Linked DNA regions of Zea mays: region 1 is linked to region 2. Evidence: chromatin contacts called from public Hi-C data. All regions are on one chromosome and are shown on one strand. The core of a region is the stretch at or near the end of the contact, and the rest is flanking DNA. Distances in the headings are between cores, read along the strand shown.

What was found. Hi-C and Micro-C count contacts between places; a contact is called where the count stands out from the background.
Region 1: a contact with region 2 is called in a Hi-C map of tassel, with 5 times the contacts expected there. The contact joins the promoter of LOC100282347 here to the promoter of LOC103650138 in region 2. A contact is called at or near these places in 8 of 25 Hi-C or Micro-C datasets (bundle sheath, ear, endosperm and 3 more) and 1 of 3 datasets of contacts at active chromatin or transcription factors (leaf).

What each region holds. Positions count from the first base shown.
Region 1 is chr3:60,358,762-60,364,140 of Zm-B73-REFERENCE-NAM-5.0, reverse strand. LOC100282347 (craniofacial development protein 1) reads right to left here and starts at 3,239. Exons shown (of 6, transcript NM_001155259.1): 1 at 2,994-3,239; 2 at 2,786-2,917; 3 at 1,528-1,608. The coding sequence starts at 2,825.
Region 2 is chr3:60,169,193-60,175,075 of Zm-B73-REFERENCE-NAM-5.0, reverse strand. It overlaps LOC103650138 (protein GFS12), which reads left to right and starts at 2,296. Exons shown (of 18, transcript XM_020550219.2): 1 at 2,296-2,618; 2 at 2,829-2,863; 3 at 3,483-3,551; 4 at 3,646-5,739; 5 at 5,863-5,883. The coding sequence starts at 2,472.

The DNA.
Region 1 (5,379 bases), core at 1,990-4,489, 190 kb before region 2:
AAATTGAAGACATTGCTCCTAGATCGATGGCAGCTGTACCAAAGAAGATTAAGAACAGCAGATCTGTGCATGAGGCTTTAATAGATAGAAAAAAACTTGGCCGGGGAGGAAAAGACCGCCCTCCCGGTATTATATTAAGAAGAGACCCAAACACGGTCCCGACCGAGAAAACCCCCGAACCCTGGCCCCCATCACTAACGGGCCGATCAACTGCCCACTCTGCAACGGCCCAGCCAGAGGGTGGCGCGCAGGATATCGATCTCTGAGAGCGGGCGAGGCATAGCGAGGGGATTTTTTTTAACCAAGCCCAAAATTCGCCCCCGAGGGGGGTCGAACCCAGGACCTAGAGGTGCTACTCGGAAGCCTTAACCATTACGCTAGAGGCCCTTTCGCGTTTTAATAGATAGAAAATGGTTGACATATATTAAAGGGGCCTTGACTGTTGGCTGATTTCCTTGATCTCTGGGATGCACTTCAAACAATCCAGCTACAACCAGGCATAGAAGACAAGCATATATTTAGGTTTGCTACTAATGGAAAATACTCAACCAAAGTAGCCTATGATGGTCTCTTCATTGGGTCGACCCGATCTGAACACTGAGAAAGAATCTGGAGGACCTGGTCACCTCCTAAATGTAAATTCTTTCATGGTTAGCTGATTTAAGGTGTTGGACAGCAGATCGTCTGGAGAAACGTGGTCTAAGCCATCCTGATAAATGTCCCCTGTGTGACCAAGAGCCTGAAAATATAGAACATCTATTGGTGGGCCGTGTCTTTGCTAGGAATTTTTGGTTTCAGCTTCTTAGACAAGTCAATTTGCAAGGGTTTGTACCCCAACAGGGGGAAGAGAGTGCTATGCAATGGTGGAGAAGAACTAGTCAACAGCTGCAAGGGATTGCCATGAAGGGATTTAATTCTTTAATAATAACCCTTGGGTTTTGGACCCTCTGGAATCATAGAAATGGATGTGTTTTTGACAGAATTACACCCAACCTGGAGGCAGCTCAGAAGTGCTTAAGAAGAAAGAGAGTTATGGGAGATTGCTGGAGCCAAGCATCTGGATCTTCTTACAGCACCCATTCCAGGGATCTAGTGGGGGCCTAGCAGTAGAAGTTTGTTATAACTGATATGGATATTTTTGTGTATTTTCATTTCTGACCGCCTTGAACGGCCTTTTGTTCTGTACTGGTCCATGTCGGGACCTTTTTTCTATTCTTAATATAATGATGTGCAGCTCTCCTACATGTTCGAGAAAAAAAAAGAATAATTCATAACATCTGGTGAAAAGAACAGAAGTCATCAAGAGGCCACGGTGTGCTGAACTTTGCAAGCAAGAAGCATCCATCAATCATGAATGGGAACACATTGCAGTAAGAATATGGTCCATAGCCTATACATATGCATCACAAATTTGTTGACCCAAATATCTAAAAGGCTTGTTTCTAAAAAAATAAGCACAAAAGCACAACATTATTTTGGAACACAGAGGAGCAACTCAAAGCCTGGTGGAGCAAACACTATACATACCAACATCATGAGATTCTTGATGTGAGCTACTAGTGTTTGCAGAAGCAGTAAGTGTTTTATCTGCAACCGCACCTTTTGACCCTGGATCAAAACACATAGCAGAAAAATTACATCCACAGAGCCCCTAACTGAAAAAAGAATGAGAAACAATTATGGGGTTCTGTTCTGATCAGACATTAGTTGTGTTTTAGCAAGAAACAGTTGTTGTGCATTCTAAAATACCATGCATGCATTTCATGAATAGTGACTATAAACAGACATATTGTTTGACTTAATAAAAGATTATAAAGAAGAGAACAAAAAAATGTATCCACAAACTATATCAAACACGCTAGTCCAACACATTGCCTTCGTTTTCATGAGTAGCAAAAGTGCACTATATAAAAAGGTCATCACATTAAAGTAACTCGGAAGTCAAACCGATTCTACTGGAAGTTGTATGATCAAATCTTTTCTGTGGTTTTCATATCCTAAAAAAGGGAGTCATGTGCTGTTTCTTAGTCTTGTGCTGATACACAATGGTTCACTCCCTCCATTTGTGAGGAAGGCATGAAAGTTACTAGTGCCAACTGTTGTGCCATATATTACCCATTTAAAGAGGTAGACATCTAAAAAAGATAACTATTCTAAACCAAAGTATCAAAAGATACAGAACCCTTACAAACATGTTCTCAAGGGACATAACAAGAAATGAACTGCATGTTCCAACATAACCCATCTTTCTATAATTCTATGTATCCCACATACCAAAGGGTCAGGAACTTGTTTATACATTTCAAGCTGTTATCTCATCCTACTTATGAGACTTGCATCAAAATTAGACATCACATCTGAAAAGATAAATCTGCAGAAGTATCCTATAAACAGTCCTCTGTTTGTGTCAGAGTTGAAGTATGAATGTCAGGATCACTCACATGCATAGGACACTGGTAGCTAGCCTGAGCTGTAAAGAAACTAATGACAAAGCTTGAAATTTAATCGTAATGCGACCTCACAAGAAAAGGCAAGTAATGAACAGTAACTTTATCAAGAGCCGTACAGGACTAGAATACCCTGCAGACATATAATGTTACGAACGAATTACAGGGAGGACGATCTCTGCACTGAAGACACAGATTTGGACGCGCAAATCCCACAAGGAACGCACCATCTAGCTTGTAATCTCCCTTTGCATTTTTTTCAGCGAGGATTCCAATCCCATCAATGCAAAACCATGCAAAGCATTCCGTGTATCCAGGATTTGTTTGGGAATTAGTACCTGAGTCTCCCACGTCCCCGGCGGAGCTAGTTGACGCCATCTCCGAATCGATCCCTCGCGTCCCAGCGGCGGTTGTTGGCTTTGGCTTTGGCTTTGGATCCGCCTCCACTCGAGACTCGGGACTTCCAGCTACTGCTCTTTACACGAACGTCTGCTCACTGGCAATGCCTAGGAGAACCAGACCAAGAGCAAGCAGTCTGCAACTTACGTGAAGGCCGGGACGCTTTCTGGGCGTCGGCAGGGCGTCGACGCTAGAGCTACGGGCGGCGCTAGGGGCGGCGTCGGCGCGCGCTCGGAGGGCGGAGAGGCCAGGAGAGGCAGGGGCGGCGCGCCGGCTCTGGATCTGGAGGACACTCCTACACGCACGATGACGATGTGGTGACGCAGGCGGCTCCGGGGGCTGAAAAAGAGAGGAGAGGAAAGAACTAGGCTTGGCAGCGGGTCGGGTTCTGACCGATTCCAGCGGTTTTTACACCCGGTGGTATAGGTGTACATTTGGATCAGGTCTGATGGGTCGGTCCGAAGCAGAAAAAAATACGGTCTAGACACGGTGTTGGTGTTTTTTTTGGGCAGCACCAATCACTAGCGGTATACCGCCTGGCGGTGCCTCCGCGGCGGCGCGGACGGTCCGCGACCTGGGCGCAGGAGCGACACCTTCCCTGCGTTGCACCGGACGGTCCGCGCATAGAGCCGGACGGTCCGCGATGGCGCAGGGTCGTCTTCCTCCTTGCTGGAATCTAGATCTCGCACCTGAGGGAGAGATCTTAGGGCTCTTCGGGTCGATAGGTCACCCGGGGCGTCCCTAGACAACGTGGAGCTGCATAGGAATTAAGAGATCAATTCGAGGAAATGACCTTGGGTGTACAACTAGATCTTGCCCCCCGGAAGGGGTAAGATCCTAGGGTCGTCTTAGGGTCGGCAGACCACCCAAGATGGATCTAGACGACATAGAGTCGAATAGGGGTGGAGGTGGATATGCGGTAGACTATAACTAAAACTACGCTACATCTACTCCTAGGGCAGGAAAGGTAAATAAAGTAATTGATTCGATTGGAATGTGTTCAGGGGTTCTCAATCGGCCGTACCCCTTTATATTTATAGGGGAGGAGGTCTGGACCTGTTCCTAAGAGATAGCCAACAACTCCCACGTGATTAGATGGATAACCACACACGAGATAAGGATAAACACCTGAGTTAATCTAATCTCGGGGCACACGGACTGTCTAGGTCTAAGGGTCGGACCGTCCGCTCATTTTGGTGTTCAACATATGCCCCCCTTCCTTTTGGTGGAGCTTGGCGAACCAAAAGCACCAGCGAAAACTTCGGAAACAATTGACCTCATGAACTACTTTGTCCCCGAAGTAAGGACTCAGCTCGATGCAAGTCATCGGCTCTTGCGATCAGATAATATAAATACTTGATGGAACTTTAATGCACAGAGGCCGTTTCGGATTGCATCCTCTTCGGCCATGTCTGCCTGATCATCCTTTCAATAGGCAAAAACCTGTGGTGCCCCCAGCCCAAATAAGCAAATGAATTGAGCCAGTAATACGGATTCATCGTCGTACCACCCCACGCATGAGTAGGACAACACATCGACGATGGATAGACCGGAAAGCACCGCGCTATCCCTGGAGGAGGATGACAAGGCGATCTTGGTTGTGCTACCTTTTGGGTCGGTTTAGTCGGCTTTTGTTTTCGCGCAGATCGCCCTTTTGACTTTGTTTGTTTTATTGGCCGGTTGTGTGGAACGACCATCTTCATATATTTGGTAAGCAACTGATCAAAAGTAGAGCCGACTCTACTGAGTCGTCCAGACGTCTTAGTAGTGTTTTGTTTCCTAACACTTGTTTTGGAACGTTGTGGTCCGATGGTCTGAGGTTGCTGCTTCTGACCGTTTGCGAACCGTCCGACCATTATAGCCGGACCGTCTGCTCCTGTCTCCAGACTGTTCGGCCTTAGTACCCGGACCGTCCGGCGTACGCAGGATAGGTGATCATGATCGGGTGTTCGATCGTGCTTGCCCCCCGGTGCCTTCGGTCTTTCTTTTGTCCGGAGCCTTTCGAGTAACCATTCTGCGTGACATATTTGGTGTGCGGGGATCACCAATGACGATATTTTTATCTTTGCTTTTATCGGTCGCACAAGGCCGAATTATGGCCTTTTTGCTCGTCGGCTCTAATGTGGTGACAAGGACAGGTGGCCTGTCAATTTTCACCTCTTTTTGAAACCTCAACCAGCCTTTGTTTATAGACGATTGTATTTGCCGACGGAAGACGACACAATCATTGGTGTTATGGAGAAAGGAACCATGCATTTTGCAATACACGCACCCTTTTAATTGTTCAACCGGAGGAATTACATGTGACAATTTAATATTACCATGTTTAAGAAACTCATCAAATATTTTATCACACTTAGTAATATTAAATGTGAACTTAACTTTTTCCTTTGTGTCGAGTGCGGGTGAGAGCGAACAGAAGGTTTGGCCTTAGTGGGCCAAACAAGCTCAGGGACATGTGACTTTTTTGGTTCTTGGGGCTTGGGTGGTTGGTTATATTTATGCCGGCCTTCTGCACTAGGCGGATCACAGG
Region 2 (5,883 bases), core at 1,047-3,546:
CATGGGATGGACCGTTCGTGATCGGAGAGGTACTTTGACTGGGCACCTACAAGTTGAATGACAAGAAGGGGAGGATGCTCGCGAATGCATGAAACATCTAGCAACTACAATGGTTCTACTCATATCAAGACTCCAACGTTCCCCAAACCTACCTGCCCTCGACCTCAATTGAGAGCTCGGGTACCAGGGGGAGTAATAGGCAGAGCAGTGCAAAACTACTAGCCTCCTCTCTCGCTAAACAAATCTTGTCCTTCCAGTAAACTTTTATGCCTAAGCAAGGCAACGCTGATACCTCTTTCTTCTTTGTCATCTGTCCGATTGATGTAAGATTCTGCAAAATTCGAGGGAGCCAGAACCGACTAGACCGCCCTTTGAATAATACCTCAACTTAACGAACTAGATGAACGACAAGGGACACTTTCCGGTAAGATCCTAAACCTGTCCCGAAACGGCTAGGGATTGCTTTTTGGAAAGGACCCAAACTCGTTCGGAATTCCTTTCATAGGGGCCAAAGAGAAAAAAACTCATGGCAAAACAACATTGAATTCTGGAGTTCGAAGGCCAGTCTGCGAAGGGCTCACGACCACTCCAGCAAAAAATATAGTAAGGGACAGCTAGAGACGGGCACACTAGCGACCAGTACCCTGACGCACGAAGCGTTAAGGGCGTCACCAGCTCGTGTTTGAGTCTTGGGAAGGTCTGACTCATGATTTATCACGAAGAGAGGCAGCGAGCCATCGGTCCCAGTCGAACGGGATCGACACTGCTAAAGGAGCCAGGGCCTCACTTGGATTACCCGCTTGTAACTCACCGAGCGCCATTGCTAGCCCATCGAGGAAAGTGTGGTACGGCTCACCTCCCCTTATACTCGCGAAGGGGATGCGTGGGGAGAGTAATACAAAAAAGACAAGGCAAGCCCCTGAGACAGTCCTCTACATCGAGTAGTGGCTTGGGGCTCGCCCCACACGGGTATGGTGGACGGACAAAAGTTGCACGAATAGCACCCCTGACCCTTAGAGATCTCAGAGAGGCAGGGTCAGGGGGCTCAGAACCCATACGCGTCATAGCCTAGTCGCGCGCAAAGTTATGAACACAAGCGAATCGTGGGATTACAAATGCGTAGTTATTCCCTTCATGCCAACCCCCAATGTGATGTTCACAGCAGCGTTGAAATCGCTCATGAATGGGCCCTAAGCTGCAGCAGGCAAACTCTCCAGATATACCAGTGACTAAAGCTGTTACCACACCCCGGTGAGGACATGAGGATCCACGGTCTTACGCATGGAGGCAGAGACATCAAGAAGGCACAAACTATAATCCCCGGGCAGACTCCATAATCGAACTCATGCGAGAAAGGGCTCAAGAGGTAGATTCCAACACGAACAAACATCGTCCGCCAAAACGGAAAATAGTAAGCCAACTTTCCCTTTATTTCAAAAAAATCACAACAGGGTTTATTTACAAAACAGGATCGGAAATGTCGCAAACAATTTCATTAGAAACTCTCATTATACTCCGTGTTATGCGTTTGTTATTAATCTAATCTAAGCAGCCATGATTTATACCAGCTGAACTGGGTTGCACCAGCGCAACTTAGAATTTGACTATATCTCGAAGTTTTTGGTGATAAATTTCACATGTAGCCTATTCACCCTCCTCTAGATTACTTTCATATATCTAAATCCTTATACTTATACAATGTTTTTAAAAATTATGTTTGCTGTATGTGTTGTTTTCTAACCAAGTTTGATGTTCATTTTTACCAAAAAAAATCAAAGTAAAAAACGAAATCAAACTTCTCGCCTTTTTTATTTTCTAGTAAACCGATCGGTTTTTAATGCCTATAAAATTAAAGTTTTTTTTAAAAAAATCCAAACAGATGTTTAAAAAACCCCGAATGCCCACCCATATTAGGGTTGAACTACGACAAAAAAAAAAACCAAAATACCATCATATATGAATGTGCATTACTGAGTGTTTTTAATAATTTTAAATAAAAACATAAAATTAAAAGGTTCTAGATTTATCGTGATCTATAATTTTATAAAAATATCTTTATTTTGACTATGTAGAATTTTTTTATACGTTTACCACCTTAGAAAAATCATATATATTTTTACGTAGTCAAATAAAAATATTTCTTATATAAAAACTATAGATTGCGACGACATTTACAACTTTCTAGTTCTAGTTTTGAGTTTTCTATTTAAAATTGTTAAAAACGCTGAAAAAATAATAGATCTAACGGACAGTATTTAAACTTTTTCTAAGACAGTTTAAACACTGGCAGCTCTAACTCCTCTAAGGTATAGAAGTGGTATAGAGTGCAAGAATTAAAAAGTTCCGATCAAATGGTACTGAAACTGATCCCTCAAATTTTTTAATAGCTCGGAAAAAGACTCTTTGTTTCGTTGCAGTTGCACGGGTTGGCGCCGGCTCCTCCGATCCAGTCTGGCCACCGGGCACCGGCGATGGGCTGCTCGCCGGAGGGGGGCTCTGCGGCGTGTCCGGACTGCCTGAGACGCCTTGTCCTACGTGACCTCGCCGGCTCCGGCCTCTCCTTCGTCTACGGCCTCTCCGACTCACCGCTCCCCTTCGCCGCCTCCGCCGTCGTTCAGGTCCGCGTCGACTCCCACCTCTTTATCTCTGGGCGCTCTGGTCGGCATGTGCTCTCAAAATTGTTCCTAGGCTCCTAGCTTTCTCGTCCGTTCAAACGCGATTGGAAGCAGAGTTTATTGAGCTTCCATTCCTCTGCATAAACCCTTGCTTTCTTTACGAGAGCTATTGGTTGTACCTTTGTCTTAATCCTGGTTTCCTCTTCACTGCAGATTGCATCTGATGGAGACGAGGGAAGTATTGGGAGGTATGACTTTACATTCTTGATTTACATGAGATACCTAGATACTATTGCAATGGGTAGATGCCGTTATGACAAAATTGTTCCGCTCAAATGTACCCATGTCTGATGATTAACTGTTATAATGTCACGACGTACTCCTACTGTTGAGTCAGGCAAGTAGCAGAAATGTGCTTCAGTGCAACTTCAGCTACAGTGAGCTCTATGCTTCAAACCATATAATTGTAAACCACCAACTGAACTGTAGCTGTTCAATTTACAAGTTGTCCTGTCAATGCTGCTTCAAACTCTTGTTTAGTTGGACCTTGGAATACAATTACAGCCATGTAGGGCCATCCCAGTTTGATAGTCACCAAATGTATGCCAGAAATTCTGATTCATAGAAAACAGCCAAATTAGTCACATGTACATAATTTCTCAGTTTTCATATAACAATTACTCATGCGTAAAGAAAACCTTAGTGAAAACTGGTAAACCATTTGTGCCACTATGCACTTCGTATTTATCACTGTTAGTTGCAGTCAGTGCTTCTTTTGAATCTACCCGTTCTCCAATTTAATGTGGCTTCCTTTGCCTACATCTTTGCACTAACTCTTACACAGAAGTGGTGTTGTATATGTTGCAGGCAGCATATCTCCAGTTTTGTTTTAGTGGGCTTATGTGGTGGCAAAGTGCCTTTTAATAGCCAACAATGGTAACTCTCTTACTTGAGGATTATATTATCTTCAAAGGCTCCAAAATTGATGTGTCAACATGTATGGATTTCTCCACATTTTCGTTCCATACAGTGACAACAGTTCCTTGGAGAATTGCATTCATAAAGATCCCCAGGCAGAGCAAACCTTATACAATGGTGATAATGAATATACTGAGCAGTCAGATTCCTCATCTTGTATAGAATGCATTGAAGGTTGCAAAAGTTCCTCTGGTCCTTGTAAGCAACCATTGGCCATAAGCACGATTACCAAATTAGCTCCTGCTTGCTATCTTAGCATAGGCCACACTTCAGAGGTTAGAGAGCTTATTACAGGTTATCTGACCTCATCAAGTGAAGAGTATGTGATTAATTCGTTAAATCTGCTATTTGAAAACAAAATTAGTGGATCTGCTGGTTTAGATTTCCTCAGCTTCGTTGGATTTTCAGCATTTGATGACTTGCATTCTTCTGGCTGTGTGAGGCATCCCAACATCTTACCAGTGTTAGGTATACTAGAAACATCCGATTGTTGCTACATGTTACAACCAAAGGCCCCATACACCTTGGAAAACATTATGCACTACAGTCCAGAGGCATTCTGCTCAGATTGGCATATTAGATTTCTTGTCTACCAGATAATATCTGCTGTGGCATACCTTCATGATTTAGGAGTTCATCATGGCAACCTAAGGCCATCAAAGATCTTGATGTCAGATTCCTTATGGCCTTACCTGAGCATAAGTGATACCTGCCCTGTAAAGCACAGTTGGGGTGTTGCCAATCATAAATGTTCACCTAATTCATGTTGTTTTATGGAGGACTGTTCCTCAAAAGCCATTTATAGTGGTTTCAAACTGCAATCGTCGTTAGATTGGCATTCTCACTTTAAGCAATGGTGGAAAGGTGAACTGAGCAATTATGAGTACCTTCTTGTCTTAAACAAGTTAGCTGGTAGAAGATGGGGCGATCCAGGTTTTCACACTGTGATGCCTTGGGTAATAGATTTTACAGGGATACCTGATGAAAGTTCTGATAATGGTTGGAGGGACCTGACCAAAAGTAAATGGCGGTTGGCAAAAGGTGATGAGCAGTTGGATTTTACGTATTCATCATCTGAAGTTCCACATCATGTTTCTGATGAGTGTCTCTCAGAGCTAGCTGTCTGCAGTTACAAAGCAAGGAGGTTACCTAAGACCATCTTGAGATCAGCTGTGCGTTCCGTCTATGAGCCGAATGAATACCCGTCTAGTATGCAAAGGCTTTATCAATGGACTCCAGATGAATGCATTCCTGAATTTTATAGTGATCCTCAGATTTTCACCTCTCTTCATTCTGAAATGAGTGATTTGGCATTACCTTCCTGGGCAACATCTGCAGCAGATTTCATTTATCTTCACAGGGATGCATTGGAGAGCGACCGAGTCTCACAACAACTGCATCACTGGATTGACATAACATTTGGCTATAAACTTTCTGGAGAGGCATCTGTTGAAGCAAAAAATGTCATGTTGCCCTCTAATGATCCATCTAGGCCAAAATCGATTGGCCGGCATCAGCTTTTTACAAGGCCTCATCCTAAGCGCCTTGTTAGCACACCTCATGCAGTCTACCACAATAATTTGGACTCTTGTGCTAGATGCTGTGGCAAACGAAGCGGTGCAACAACTGATGCAGTGTTAAATGGCTGTGGATCTCCAAATATGGTTTCAGAAATTGGCCGTCTGGAGGAATTTGAGAAAGCAACTCTGTTTGCAGAGCTTGAATACCAGTTGAATCCAGTCTATGATTATGCTGATGGTGATCCTTCAACTTGTTTCTCTTCAAACAAATATCCCAAGAAACAAAATGCAGATCAGATATTGCAGCATGACAATGCATTGCCAGCAGCACCTAACTTTGATCTTGGTTCCTTTCTAGAATGCTTTGAGTCTGATGATAATTCTCATATGGGTTATCAAGAACTGCTGCTCTGGAATAAAAAGTCTAATTCACAAAACGAATGCCATGCAAATGATGTATTTTCTATTGGGTGCATTCTGGCAGAAATCTATGTGCAAAAACCACTTTTTGACAATGCCTTGCTATCTGCATACAAAGAAATTGGGATAATGCCCGGAGCACTTCAAGGCCTGCCTTCTCATGTCACACTTCTTGTTGAGTCATGCATACAGAGGGAATGGAAAAGGTAACTTCAGCAACGAAGTCTGATGTTTATAGTTCATATGATCAAATCCCACCACTTTGATGATGTTTTGATGGAATTCCAAGACATAACTGTTATTGATACTGATTTGGTGATCTCTTGCAGGAGGCCATCAGCAAAGCACCT